2 separate regions of the Mus musculus genome follow, and region 2 is linked to region 1. The links are chromatin contacts, called in public HiChIP or PLAC-seq maps. All regions are on one chromosome and are shown on one strand. Each heading gives the region's core, a stretch centred on a gene start, on an enhancer-like site or on the middle of the called end of the contact. The rest is flanking DNA. Distances are from core to core; before and after follow the strand shown. Region 1 overlaps Gm46948 (a long non-coding RNA gene). Region 2 holds the start of Col1a2 (collagen, type I, alpha 2).

The links. HiChIP or PLAC-seq counts read pairs in DNA pulled down with a chosen protein or histone mark.
Region 2: a contact with region 1 is called in an H3K27ac HiChIP or PLAC-seq map of embryonic fibroblasts, with 34 read pairs. The contact joins the promoter of Col1a2 here to the enhancer-like site in region 1. A contact is called at or near these places in 1 of 15 datasets of contacts at CTCF or cohesin (the NIH/3T3 cell line), 13 of 484 Hi-C or Micro-C datasets (the MC3T3-E1 cell line, the STO cell line, adipose-derived mesenchymal stem cells and 8 more), 7 of 115 datasets of contacts at active chromatin or transcription factors (craniofacial prominence, embryonic fibroblasts, embryonic limb bud and 4 more) and 3 of 9 other capture datasets (adipose tissue, embryonic tail and pancreatic islet).

Annotation. Positions count from the first base shown.
Region 1 is chr6:4,426,592-4,432,562 of GRCm38.p6, reverse strand. All of the region lies in intron 3 of Gm46948 (a long non-coding RNA gene), which reads left to right. The region is part of intron 1 of Gm33788 (a long non-coding RNA gene); the gene reads right to left. Among named protein-coding and RNA genes, the nearest start is that of Gm33788, 4.8 kb to the right of the region's middle. Within about 2 kb of position 1,447, at least 55 of the 459 cell types and tissues checked have an H3K27ac peak or open chromatin away from gene starts, as enhancers often do. A contact at or near this core is called in the MC3T3-E1 cell line, the NIH/3T3 cell line, the STO cell line and 3 more, where this site is marked.
Region 2 is chr6:4,501,957-4,508,041 of GRCm38.p6, reverse strand. It overlaps Col1a2 (collagen, type I, alpha 2), which reads right to left and starts at 2,424. Exons shown (of 52, transcript NM_007743.3): 1 at 2,133-2,424. The coding sequence starts at 2,202.

The DNA of each region.
Region 1 (5,971 bases), core at 198-2,697:
GCCTGGAATAAAACTTTTCTGAGAGTGTGAGAGACGGTGGGAGAGTGTCATCAACGTGGGAGACACAATGGCTTTCGATTTCAGAGCAGAGCCTGTTTTCTCAGGGCTGTAGCTAATGCATTATGTTTTTCTCCTGGCGAGGACAGTGAGCACAAGACCTAAGCATACCATAGTCATGCGGTACTGATTGTTTAAGAAGCAGAAAGGTCAGGAAGATTCAGAAAGGGAGAACCACAGGCTAGGATGACTAATTCCGAGTCTTGCTGGAAGATGAATAGACTCTTATTTACTGGCCTCAACTCAGAGGCTACCTACCATAAGAAGCGTCAAGGTCTCCATTTCAAATGACCATGCAGCTATGGCTAATGACTGTATCCAGTTATAGAGCATGGGGCAGGTATATGTCCCCTTTTTAGGCTGCTTCCTGCCATTATCCAGATAGCTATTCTTGTTTTCCTTCTTTGTCCTCCTCCCCTACTGCTAAAATCACAGAGCCTCAGAAAGCAGTAGCAGGCCATTGGGATCTGCTAATCAAATCTAAGAGACCTGAACGCCAATCTAAGCTCATCAGATGACTTAAGAGGCTTCATTTAGGCAGGATCTGAAAAAGTCTCCTAAAGCGTTTGCAAAGTGAGAATGATCGTCATTAAGTGCTACGGATTTCACAGGGAAATATGGGTTAGGGCTTGTCACAGGGAAGATAATTTATGTGCTGGAAAACAGTATAGGCAACAGAGAGAAAAATTTCTTTATAATAAGAAAAAGAAAAAAATTGCAACAGCCACGGAGGATAGTGATTAAGTGTGAAGAAGCAATTCTTGCTGGCTTGATTTTTACAGTATAATTAAGTGGGAGAGAGGGAGAGGGAGAGGGAGAGGGGGAGGGGGAGGGGGAGGGGGAGGGGGAGAGGTAGAGGTAGAGGTAGAGGTAGAGGTAGAGGTAGAGGTAGAGGTAGAGGTAGAGGTAGAGGTAGAGGTAGAGGTAGAGGTAGAGGTAGAGAGAGATTGGTAAAATGTGCAACAACGGCTTTTGTTGATGTTTGGATATTTGTTTTCCTCTCTGTGATCTGAAACGGTGACATCTCCTCGTACATTAAATGTTCTTTAAAGCATCTTGCCAAAGTACCTCTTTATATAATCCTGCTCAAAATGTTGTCTTGGGTTGGGGAATTATTTGAAGTTGTTTCCTGAGTTCTTTTGTGAATAAAGAACTCACAGTCATTTTCCTTTTCTGTTGGGTGGCACTGCCAAGCTGCTCAGAGCTGGGGTTGAAATTGGTGTGATTTTGGGCCCTGGAGCAAATGGTCCTTTGCCTTAAAAAAAAAAATGTTCCTTTGCAGACAGTGGATTTGGCTTTTCATCAAGGAATCAAATGCCCACCCTCTGGGTCTGCTGGGACTATTTCCAACCAAAACACATTTCATTCCTGCGAGAATGTGTAATGACTTGCAAGTGAACACACAGCTAAGGGCCTGCTGAAAGAAAATGCTGGAAGAGACAGTTCTTTTTCTGTGGTGCTAGATGAACCATGGACAAAAGTGATTAATAATGAGACTTCTTATCCATTTAATTGCCACAGTAACTGGGAACTAGGTGGGGAGGAGAGCTTGCCCTTCCTTAAGTAGAGATGCTGTTGATGTCTGGCCCCTGGTAGGAGTGCACTGGATCAGAATGGAGTACAAAGATTCCATTTCAATTGCATTCTGTCTGTGCTTGGCTCTGGAGTTCATTGGTCTATATTAGACTCTCTCTCTCTCTCTCTCTCTCTCTCTCTTTCTCTCTCTCTCTCTCTCCCCCACCCCCACAATGTATAAGACAGTATTGCTTTATGGTTTATTTGAGGGAGATAAATATAATGGAATGAGATGCTCATCATCCAAGATGTGTCAAATGCACTGATGTGTTCAGGAAATATTGCCTGGGGCAGTTGAATTTTATGAAGAAGTTAGCGTTGGGGTTGCTACTTTAAGACTTGTTGGAAAAAGTTGGGTAGATAGCTCAGTTGATAAAGTATTGTGCAAATGTGAGGACTTGCGCCTAACCCCAAGAACCCACATAAAAACAAAACAAAACAAAGACAAAATCAAACAGCCTTAGTAGAGTGTACTTTACAATCCACAGGCAGGGTGGCAGAGACACACAGTTCCCTAGAGCTCCATATCCAGCCCTCCCACTGCTGAGCTTCGGGCCAGTGAGAGCCTCAGCTCAGAAAACATGATGTTTGCTATTTGAGAAACAACATTTGAAGTTGGCTTCTATATGTGTAACCTTCATGTAAACACACACACACACACACCACAAAAAAATTACATAGGAAGTCACCTAGATGCAAATTCTAGAAGAATCTTTTATGTTCATCAAAATCACCCAGAATAATCCAAATGTTCCCATAATAATTTCTGATTTTAAACCTTGTAGTTTTAAATTACTGTTTAACTTCATTTTTCCTTAATATCTTAATTTTTTCCTTAGTATCTTACATCCAATTTAGAAATCGTATTATTGTATTAAAATATAACAATTCAGCAATCAGTTTCAAGTAATTATTTGAAACATAATTAATTAAAATTGTTTAAATATTTTAAGCCGAATATATAAATTTAAAGAGGCTAAGTTTTTGAAAACCCCAAGCTATCTAATTAGCAAGTAATGTGTTTTGAATTACTTAAGTTAATCTTAACTACATTAAATTAAACTTTCAAATATGTTGAAGCTCAAGTTCTTTGTAAATGCCTTGATTCTGTTTATAAACTTTCTACAAGTCTCTTCTGCCTTTGAATTAAAATAAGTTATTTAATTATATAATTTAAATGAAGATTGTAGAAGTAATTAATTGGTTATTTCTATGTACCACATTCTATTATTACCAAAATATAAATCTACCACACATATTCCCCTATGTATAATTCACAAATTAGTAATATGGCTTAAGTTTACTTACTTATTTGCATATTTCTTCCTACTTCTCTGGGGTGACATTCCCATGCCTGCCAGGTGCCATTCAGGTTTCTAGTGACAGGCCCTCTTTCATACTTAGTGGAGCAGCAAGCTGGATAAGTGACATTTTCTAAATTTGGCAGGGGGGTGGGGTGGGTTTAGACCTGGTCATGAAACCAACATTTATCGAGGAAAATGGAAGCAATGAGTGCAACTTTCAAGAGAACTACTTAACACAAGTGACTTCTGTGGGACTTGGATTTGCTCTCCATCTTTCTATCTTTCTGCCTTCCTCTCTTTGTTAGGCACCAGGTTTGACTGTGAGCTGATGGTTAGGATGGTGACATAGATGGAACTGGAACCCTTGATCACCGTAGACCTATTTAGTCTGAACTGACTGCTTTCTGTATCCTCTCAGGGAAATAACAGTGGCTTTAGCTTATTTATTACAGATAATTAATTCTACACATAATTAATTCTATTCTGAGCTGATCTACCTACTGTTTTATCTTTCCAAACAATGTTGTTGCTTATTTCTGTGTACTGGCCTGACTTAACTTACAAATTATGTGAGTGACATAAATAATTGATCACCTATCTCTTCTATTAAATGCTAGATCTTGACTGATATGAAGAGTACATGCTGAATTCCACTTATTTTCAGCCTTGGTAGACTTCCTATTTTCTAAAGTTTTCTAAATTGAGGTTACCAAATGAGTTCATTTTAAAATGTGTTTTAAAGTGGCAATATCTTACCCAGTTCCCCGGTGATATTCAAATACCATATTTACTGAGTCATTTTAGTCTATTAAAAATTCTTTCTGTTCCTCATCATAATTCTTTATAATAATTGAATGATATCTCATTGTATTCTGAAAGCTCTGACTTATGCCCCAATACAGATCTAGTTTTCTGCATGACAGCTTAGTCCCCTTTTTGATGCACAATGCTTTTTGGCTTTGGGTTTCCATAAGGGAACAATGGTGGGACCCTAGATATACTCTGTAAAGAAAAATGAATTAAGAACTCAAATATATTGAGGATATAGTGCATCCTTACTGTAAATTCCTGTAAGCATGTTTATGTTAAGGTCTCTGGAAAGTCCTGTAATGAAGAGATTTACTTTTAAGAAATACTACATAACTTGCAGAAACTTCTGGGGAATGGAACCCCAATGCTGGAAAACTCCTTAGAGAGCTGAGCACAGTGAGAAACACCTATCATAGTGGATCACTGTATTCAGAAGACCAAGATAGAAAGGTCATGAATTCAAGGCTAGCCTAGGCTATGTAGGAAAAAATTTCACAAAAAAGAAACAAACAGAGCAAAGCAAAGTGAAAATAAACAAAACAGCCAAACAAAAATTACCCAAGCACAAGTCAAACCGAGACTTCCTCCTTACTGTATCCCCAAATCTGTCTTTAGCTTCCTCAGTCTGCACTGCCTGGATTTCTACTTGTTTTTCTTAGCTTCTTCCTTTTGTGTCCTCTGAACACTAATCTCTCAGAGAATACCAGTCAGATTGGATTGAGGCTCATTATAGCATTCTATTTTTACCTCATTTCCTCTTTGAAAGCTATTGCTCCAAACATAAGTCACTTTTTGAGGGAGTAGGAGGCCAGGTACTGCTCGACAAGAGAAGTGATGGATAAACAGAGATATAAAGGATAGAAATTAAGAAATGAAAGTAAAGGGTAGGTAGGAGGAGAAGACAGTGAGCTAGCAGGACTGTCCTAATCAAGAGCATGGATCCAAGCTATAGAATTGTGTGCAGTCAGGATGACTGAGGGGAAGGTAACAGGAAGCCAGACAGGGTTAGGCAGTTGGGGCACCTTTGAGTTCCCCCAAAGTAATTGGTTCTTTGAAGTCTTGGTAGGGTAGTTAGATTTGCATTTTGAAAAGGTCATACTGGCTGCAATTTGAAAAAGAAACTGGAGGAGTAGCAGAAGGGGAGAGGGGAAGGGCATCTAACAAGTTCTGGAGGTGTGCCATGGCTGAAGGCTGTGAATGGATGAGCCGATAGACAATGGCTCTCGAGAAACAGATAGGCAAGAAGCTGGAGAAGGGCATGGGATTCCAATGTTTTGGTGATTCTTTTTTTTTTTTTCCTGAGACAGGGTTTCCTTGTATAGCTCTGGCTGTCCTGGAACTCACTTTGTAGACCAGGCTGGCCTCGAACTCAGAAATCTGCCTGCTTCTGCCTTCCTAGTGCTGGGATTAAAGGCATGTGCCACCCTGCCCGGCATTGATGATTCTTTAAAGAGTTATATACAGACATACTGTATGACTCACCAGGTCTATTCATAGGAATGTGCATCAAAGAGTGGAACACAGTACTAAGGAACACTGGTACTCTTCACTGTAACTGAGAAGGAACAGCACTGATGTCTATCAACCGATGAATGGCTGTATATCACTGGCATGTAATGTACATCCTGGGATGAGTTCATGAATGTATCAAGTACAGACACAACCATGTTTCAGTGCATGCTGCGGTATGAGTGGGCCTGGAAAGTACACGAATTAATAGAAGCCAAACACAAATGTCACAGATTATATGACTTTCCTAGAGTGACATATTTTGAACAAGTAAATTCATAACGAAAAAAAAAAAACCCAGAAAAGTATTTATTAGAAACTGTGAGAAGTTCAAGACAAGACTGTGTAGTGAGAGATAGGCTTTCTTTGAGGATGGTAGAAATAGTTTGAAAGTAGAGATGAGTATTGTTCAACTATATTGTAAATATTCGAAATCCAGTGAATTAGTATTGATTGATTGATTTAAATTTTGTTATTTTAAGATATATCTGTGTGTGCCTACATACATTTCTATGCACCATGGGTTTTGCAGTAATCTGCAGAGGCTAGAGGACGTAACTGGAAGTTGCGAATGTGAATTATATGGACTTTTTAAAAAGGCTAAAATCATTGGAAAGACTAAGTAGAAAATTGAAGTATTAAAAATGAGCAGAATTGATGATACCTGACAGGGCAAAGCAAATGTGGAAAGATGTACCTAAAATAAATCTCTGAAA
Region 2 (6,085 bases), core at 1,175-3,674, 75 kb before region 1:
GCATCACTGTGTCTGCAGGCAGGACATCTCCAGTGCTCAGCAATTATGGAGGAAGTGGCATAGGTGAATAGGTGGCTATCACCTTCTGATTGACAAGGAAATGATGCATAAGAATCTGAGAAAACGTTAGCCTGCATCCTGAAGCAGAGCTTGTTTTTTTTGTAAACCATTGAAGTGACTTAGCCCTTTCCCCCAAAGGTCTAATTTGCATCAATGAAAGCAAATTGATTCAGGAGTCTGATTTTTGCTATAAATAGTTCATGTCAATGAGGTAAGGTCATTGACTAAAGAGCAGCCCATTTGTGCCCTAAGAAGTTCTGCTTTGTATAAAGAGAAAACTGTGGATTAAAATCTTGAAAAATAATGAGAAAAATAAATACCCACTTCTTTGCTACAATTACCCTAAGACTTTAAAGACTGAGTTTCATTCCTACAGTATAATAATTACAGGATCATGTGGCATATAATTGCGGTCAGACTTGCTCCAGGATGATTCACCCCTAAAAATTGCTTGAATTTGGTGGTCACAAAGTGTGTCATTTGGAATGAGAACATCTGTTGAAGTGGTCACTGCTCAGAAGAGTGGGACACCTCCTGCATTCACATTTTAGGGCAATTGATGAGAATCACTGTTCAATTAGATAAATGGTATGTCTAGTTTATTTTCTCCATTGAAGGAAGAACAGTTTGCCTGAATTAAGAGAAGCCAGTAAGCCTTACAGGCTTTGGAAACGTGCCTTTTAATTACTCAGTTTGTGAGCCATTTTGGACAATGTGTGTTGGATAACCTTTATTGTTCTTAGTGGTTGGATGTTGAATAAAATGTATGTTGACCTTCAAATCTCTACTTCCCTAAGTCTACTATATTTTTCTGTGGGGATCCCCTCTTACTCTGGTTTCATATAAAATTAACTTGTAACATTAATTTGTACAATGCAATTACTTCTTAGTATCCTCGAGGGGTATATAAAAGTGGATGAAAGGAATATATACACATTCAAAATTAGGCTGTGGCAGACGTGGGGCGTGTAGCTGAAGGTCTGGGTGTGGCCACGCCCTCCTGAATACTCATCAAGCCAACATCTTTGTCCAGTTAAATTAGGCAGCCATTTTAAAAGATGAAACCCAAGTGGTTTTCTTCATTCTTTCTTCAGGAAATTCTAGTTAGTTATACAACCTAGAAATGGAAAATAGCCTCGAAGTTGGCACATTTAGTATATACCCCACATTTTAGAAAAAGGCCCAATTGATTCATTTGAAGTCACATGGTAAACGAGTAAGAGACTCCTGAGAAGAATCCCCAGGCTCTTGAATCTCAGGACGAAGTTGATATTTCTCACATCTGTTGTTTTCGTGTGTGATTACAGGTGGGAACTTGTTGAAGTGTAAGTGAACAGAGCTTATTTTAGTTAAAAGTTACCATTTCCATGATCAGGTAATGGATTGGGACGCTGCTTTGACTATTCAGAAGATAAAAGCTGAGGCCGAAGCAGCCCGCTTCTCAAGATACACCATCTGGGTTCTTTACATATGGCCCAGAAATGTAAATTACTCCATGGACCTGGGAAGTCTTTAATTGGAATTCCTAGCGCTTAAGGCCTGGTCCCTGTTCCTGCACTTTACCCCCTCCAGGGGGCGTATTTTTATCATTATCTTCATCAACGTCATCCAGAGCAACTCGGCCGCCCACAAGAAAATGGAGTCCTGTGAGTTTTGTATTATTCTATTACGGGGCTTTCTAAACTAGGCCTCAAGTTTCACAACGTGACCACGGGCATAATTCTGGGAATTGAAGAGTGGAGCCCTCTCAGTCGTTCATGCTGTCAGCCAGGTTTATATCTTGAGGCAACCTTCTTTGCCTCTTTGTGAGCTTCACCAACCGGGGCATCCGGGCTAACAGTCTAGTTTTAAGGGAAAAACTTCCCCCAACTCTTGGCAACAGTCAAGTCTTTCATATTTCCATTCTTTTCCCATGTATCTCGTGAACCCTAGTGTTTTCTCCGACAGATTAGAGGGCGACCTCACAAGCTGTATGTGGAATGAATGTGTGAAGTTTCCCTCTGTTGAGATAAGGGTGCCCACCTATCCAGCCTCTCTCCTTCATCTCCCCCAAACAAGCAGAAGACACTTACATTGGCATGTTGCTAGGCACGAAGTTACTGCAAGCAGCAACAGAGTCCGCGTATCCACAAAGCTGAGCATGTCTACCACTTAGACATGCAGACTCCTTGTGTTGCAGAGCCCCTGGGTCACCAGCGGAGGTATCACCTGGCGGGCGCAGGCATGCAATCGTGGACCGTTCCCTCCAACTTAGTCGAAACCTCCTGCTGCCGTGGTGCTAAAATAATAAAGCCCAGACCTGCCTTATTTATATGGGAAAAGTTTCCCCAGCCGGAGGGTGCCTCCAAAAACGTCTCCACCAATGGGAGGGCTAGGGCTAGGGGCCCGGGACTCAGTGCTGGGAGGAGACTGCGGGGGAGCAGGGGAGGGAGCCGAGGGGGGAGGGACGTGGCTACGGGGCTTCTTAAATTGGTTCCATTCTTTTTGAGGACGTGGACACTTTTGAGGCTTTCGAGGGGGAACTCTGACTCCCTGTCTGCATACCTCCGCCCTCCCCAGCCACCCGCCCTCTCTCGCCCTTGCCAAGTTTGGAAGCACTTTAGGACACCTACGTGGGCTCTTTACAGATCTCCGGGCGGCGGGGCAGGTGTTGAGGGACCTGGAGGCCGAAGATGAAAAGGCAGGAGCTGTCCAGTCCCGCTTCACTCTGTGCCCTGCGGGCCATCTGCAGGCTGGAGGGGGCTGGGGTGTGAGGGGAGGAGGGTGACAGCGTGGCGAGCTCTAGAGCTGCCCTCATGGGTTGGCTCCACCCCTGCCCCCTAATTTCCCCAGTTTGGGGGGGCCTGTGTGCCCATAATCTCCTCTCTCCTCTGTCTCTCTATCTCTCTGTCTCTCCCTCCCTCCCTCCCTCCCTCCCTCCCTCCCTCCCTCCCTCCCTCCCTTCCTCCCTCCCTTCCTCCCTCCCTCCTCCATCCTCTCTCTGACTCTCTCTGTCTGTACCCCCCTCTCTCTCGTTGATGAGGGGAGCAGGCATCAAGAGATAAACTGTGCATTATTACATTTACTTTGGTTAAGCCCCATTTCCAGCCCCATGTACAGACCCCATGAAGGATTACCAGCCAGACTCAGATGCCGAGCCTGGATCAGATAACAGATCAGTGAACACTCAGCCTTCTTGGCCTTGCTGCCTATTTATGACCCCTTCCACAGCCACTGCCAGGCACCCCTGCCTGCATCTTCACACCTCCCATCATCCCTAGGGCGTATACAACCTCTTCCTTAACATCCCAAGCTGTCCCCTCCAGAACAGATGCAATCTCTCCCCATCTTGGGAAGAGACTTTGACTCTGAAGAATTGGAGTAGGAGACTTTGGCTGTCCAGGACAGCGGCAGAGACATAGTAAATTCTCCTTCCCAAAGTTTCTTGGAGTCTTCCAAGTTACCCGGGGCCGCAGGCTCCTCTTGGCCTGCCGAGCATCCATCATGAGGCTGGAGAGACCTATTCAGACTCTCATTATGTCCCCAAAGTCACAGCAGACACAGCATCTTTAGGCCATTTTTATGTTCATGAAGAAGGAACTGGCGAACTCCTTGGGAAACCTTCCCCCTTTCGACTTCCCGGTGAGGAAGAATTTCTAAGTAGGTTAGCTCCATCAGCAGCTGCTATAAGCAAAAGGTTCTGGATATTGCTAACTGGCTTCTCTTTCTAAATTAAAAAAAATGCTAGAAATAGAAGAGAATAAACATTTCAATAAGGTTATTTCAATCCTGTGAAAAACACTGATTTGAGAGACAAGCATTTTTAAAAATTTAATTTAATTCTTACTTATTCACTTTAAATCCTCCCTCCAGATCACCTCCTCCCACAATCCCTCCCCTCCTCCCCCCTTTTCTTCTGAGCGGTTCCCGGTTCCCCCAATTCCTCTCACCCCAGCAGTTCAAGTCTCTTTTAGGCTAGATGAGAAAGAGTTTTGGGTTTTTTGTTTGTTTGTTTTGTTTTTTAAATAATGTGGAGGGAATTTTTTTTTTTGAAAAAGTACTGAGCAAAGAAAGCATTTCAAGACTGCACATCTGATTTTCTTTCTTTCTTTCTTTCTTTCTTTCTTTCTTTCTTTCTTTCTCTCTCTCTCTTTCCTCCTTCTTCTTCATTAATAAGAGCATAAGTTATTTCTGTCGATGTGCTGGCTTGACTTTAGAGACTGTCATTTGTGTCTATGTCTCAGGCACCTGAAAGACAGGTGCTGTTTCTGAACAAAAGACTTGGGTAGGTAAGAAAACAGATTTATGAAAGAACCCCCCTAAATGTCCCTCAGGTTGATTACTGGATAACTCTCCTTGGGGACAACTTAGCCAAGTCCCTTGCTTTGCACTAGCTACTCCTTAGACACTCCACTTTGCTCAGTGGCTTTCTGTGATTGTCAAAATAGTCTCAAGCCTAGAACAGCCGTTGAAAGTGGGATAATTTTTAGAAAAAAAAAAAGCAAAAGAAAGAAAAGCAAATCTACTTGGTTGGCTTTTGAGAATCAGAGAAACCAAGTTTCAAACACAAGAACATAAGCCCCTCCACCCTGGGCCAGAGTGAAGAACTGATAACTTGTAAAGCATTCCAGGAAACTGATGCAAATACCAAGTGCTGCAAGGCTCCCTCCCTGCTGATGTGGCAGGGTTTGCAGCCGGCAGAGTCAGCACTTGGTGGAAAGCCCCAGACTGAGCAGTGAGGGCAAGGCAAGAGCCCTCTCTCTCCCTGTTTTCCTCTCTCCCTATCTGTTTCATCCCTCTTTCTGCCTGTCTCTGTCTGTCTGTCTGTCTTTTTCTGTGTCTTGTTTTCTATCTCTCTTTCTCTCCCTCTCTCTTCATCCCTCCCCCTGTCTCTTTCTGTGTTTCTGTTTCCTCTCTCTTCATTTCCTTCCTTTGTCTCTCTGCCTCTTTTGTCTCTGTCTCTGTCTCCTTCTGTGTCTTTGTCTCCTCTCTCTTTTTCTCTTCCTCTCTTCTGCCTGTCTCTGTCTGTTTGTCTGTCTGTCTGTCTCTTCTCAGTCTCATCTATGTCTTTCTTCTCTCTCTCCATCTGTCCTTATCTCCTTGTTTGTCTGTCTGTCTCTTTCTGTATCGCTGTCCTCCCTCCTGTTTGTGTGTGTGTGTGTGTGTGTGTGTGTGAGAGAGAGAGAGAGAGAGAGAGAGAGAGAGAGAGAGAGAGAGAGAGAGAGAGACTGAGAGAGACTAGAGACTGGAATATCAGCCATTTATGGATGGTTTGGACAGTCACCTATTGGAGACAGGCACTCTCTAACATTCTCTAATACTTGCCTCTAGATGTTGGCTAAATATTTTATGTGATGAAATAACACATTATTAGTTAGTTGTTTGTTGTTGTCAGTGAGAATTGGGGGTGAGGCTGAGGGAACTGGGAGGAGAGAAACAAAACCTGAACTGATCTGTCTGTGCTGGTCCAGATGGGATATGAGAAAAGAGAGGGAAGAGTAGGGAGCAACCAAAGCCTTCTGGACTTTGCTGTTAGATGACTGGACTCCTGTGTTCATATCCCTGCAACATTTTTAGAGGAGAGAAAAGAAGCTCTCCAGAGCTTTTAGCAACCGGTGAAAGCTGAGCAGATATGATGTCGGCCTTCCTTCTGCTATTATACTTCTTTGGAAGGCCTAGAGATTCTTGGTGCGTATCATGCCAAATAGGACATTTGGTTTTCTCTGGATGTCTAAGTAGAACTGGAACCAGTTCACTCAAGCACTATCTAGGTCTGTGCTAGGCACTGTACAGTTAGGAGCACTAGGGATGGATGACAAAGCACTGCTCTTTGGGGCTTATAGTCTGCAGGAGAAGTGCAGTGAATTGTGAGTTTATGGGAGGTCTAGATTTAGGTGGCAGAATCAAGTCAGGCTTCTCTGGAGCTGCAACATCTTAGTCAAGCCTCCATATAAAGGCTTTATAAGAAGGATAGAGAACCAGTATGGTAGTTAACTCCTATAATCTTAGCTCTTGGAAGACTTAGGTAAGAGGATCTCAAGTCCAA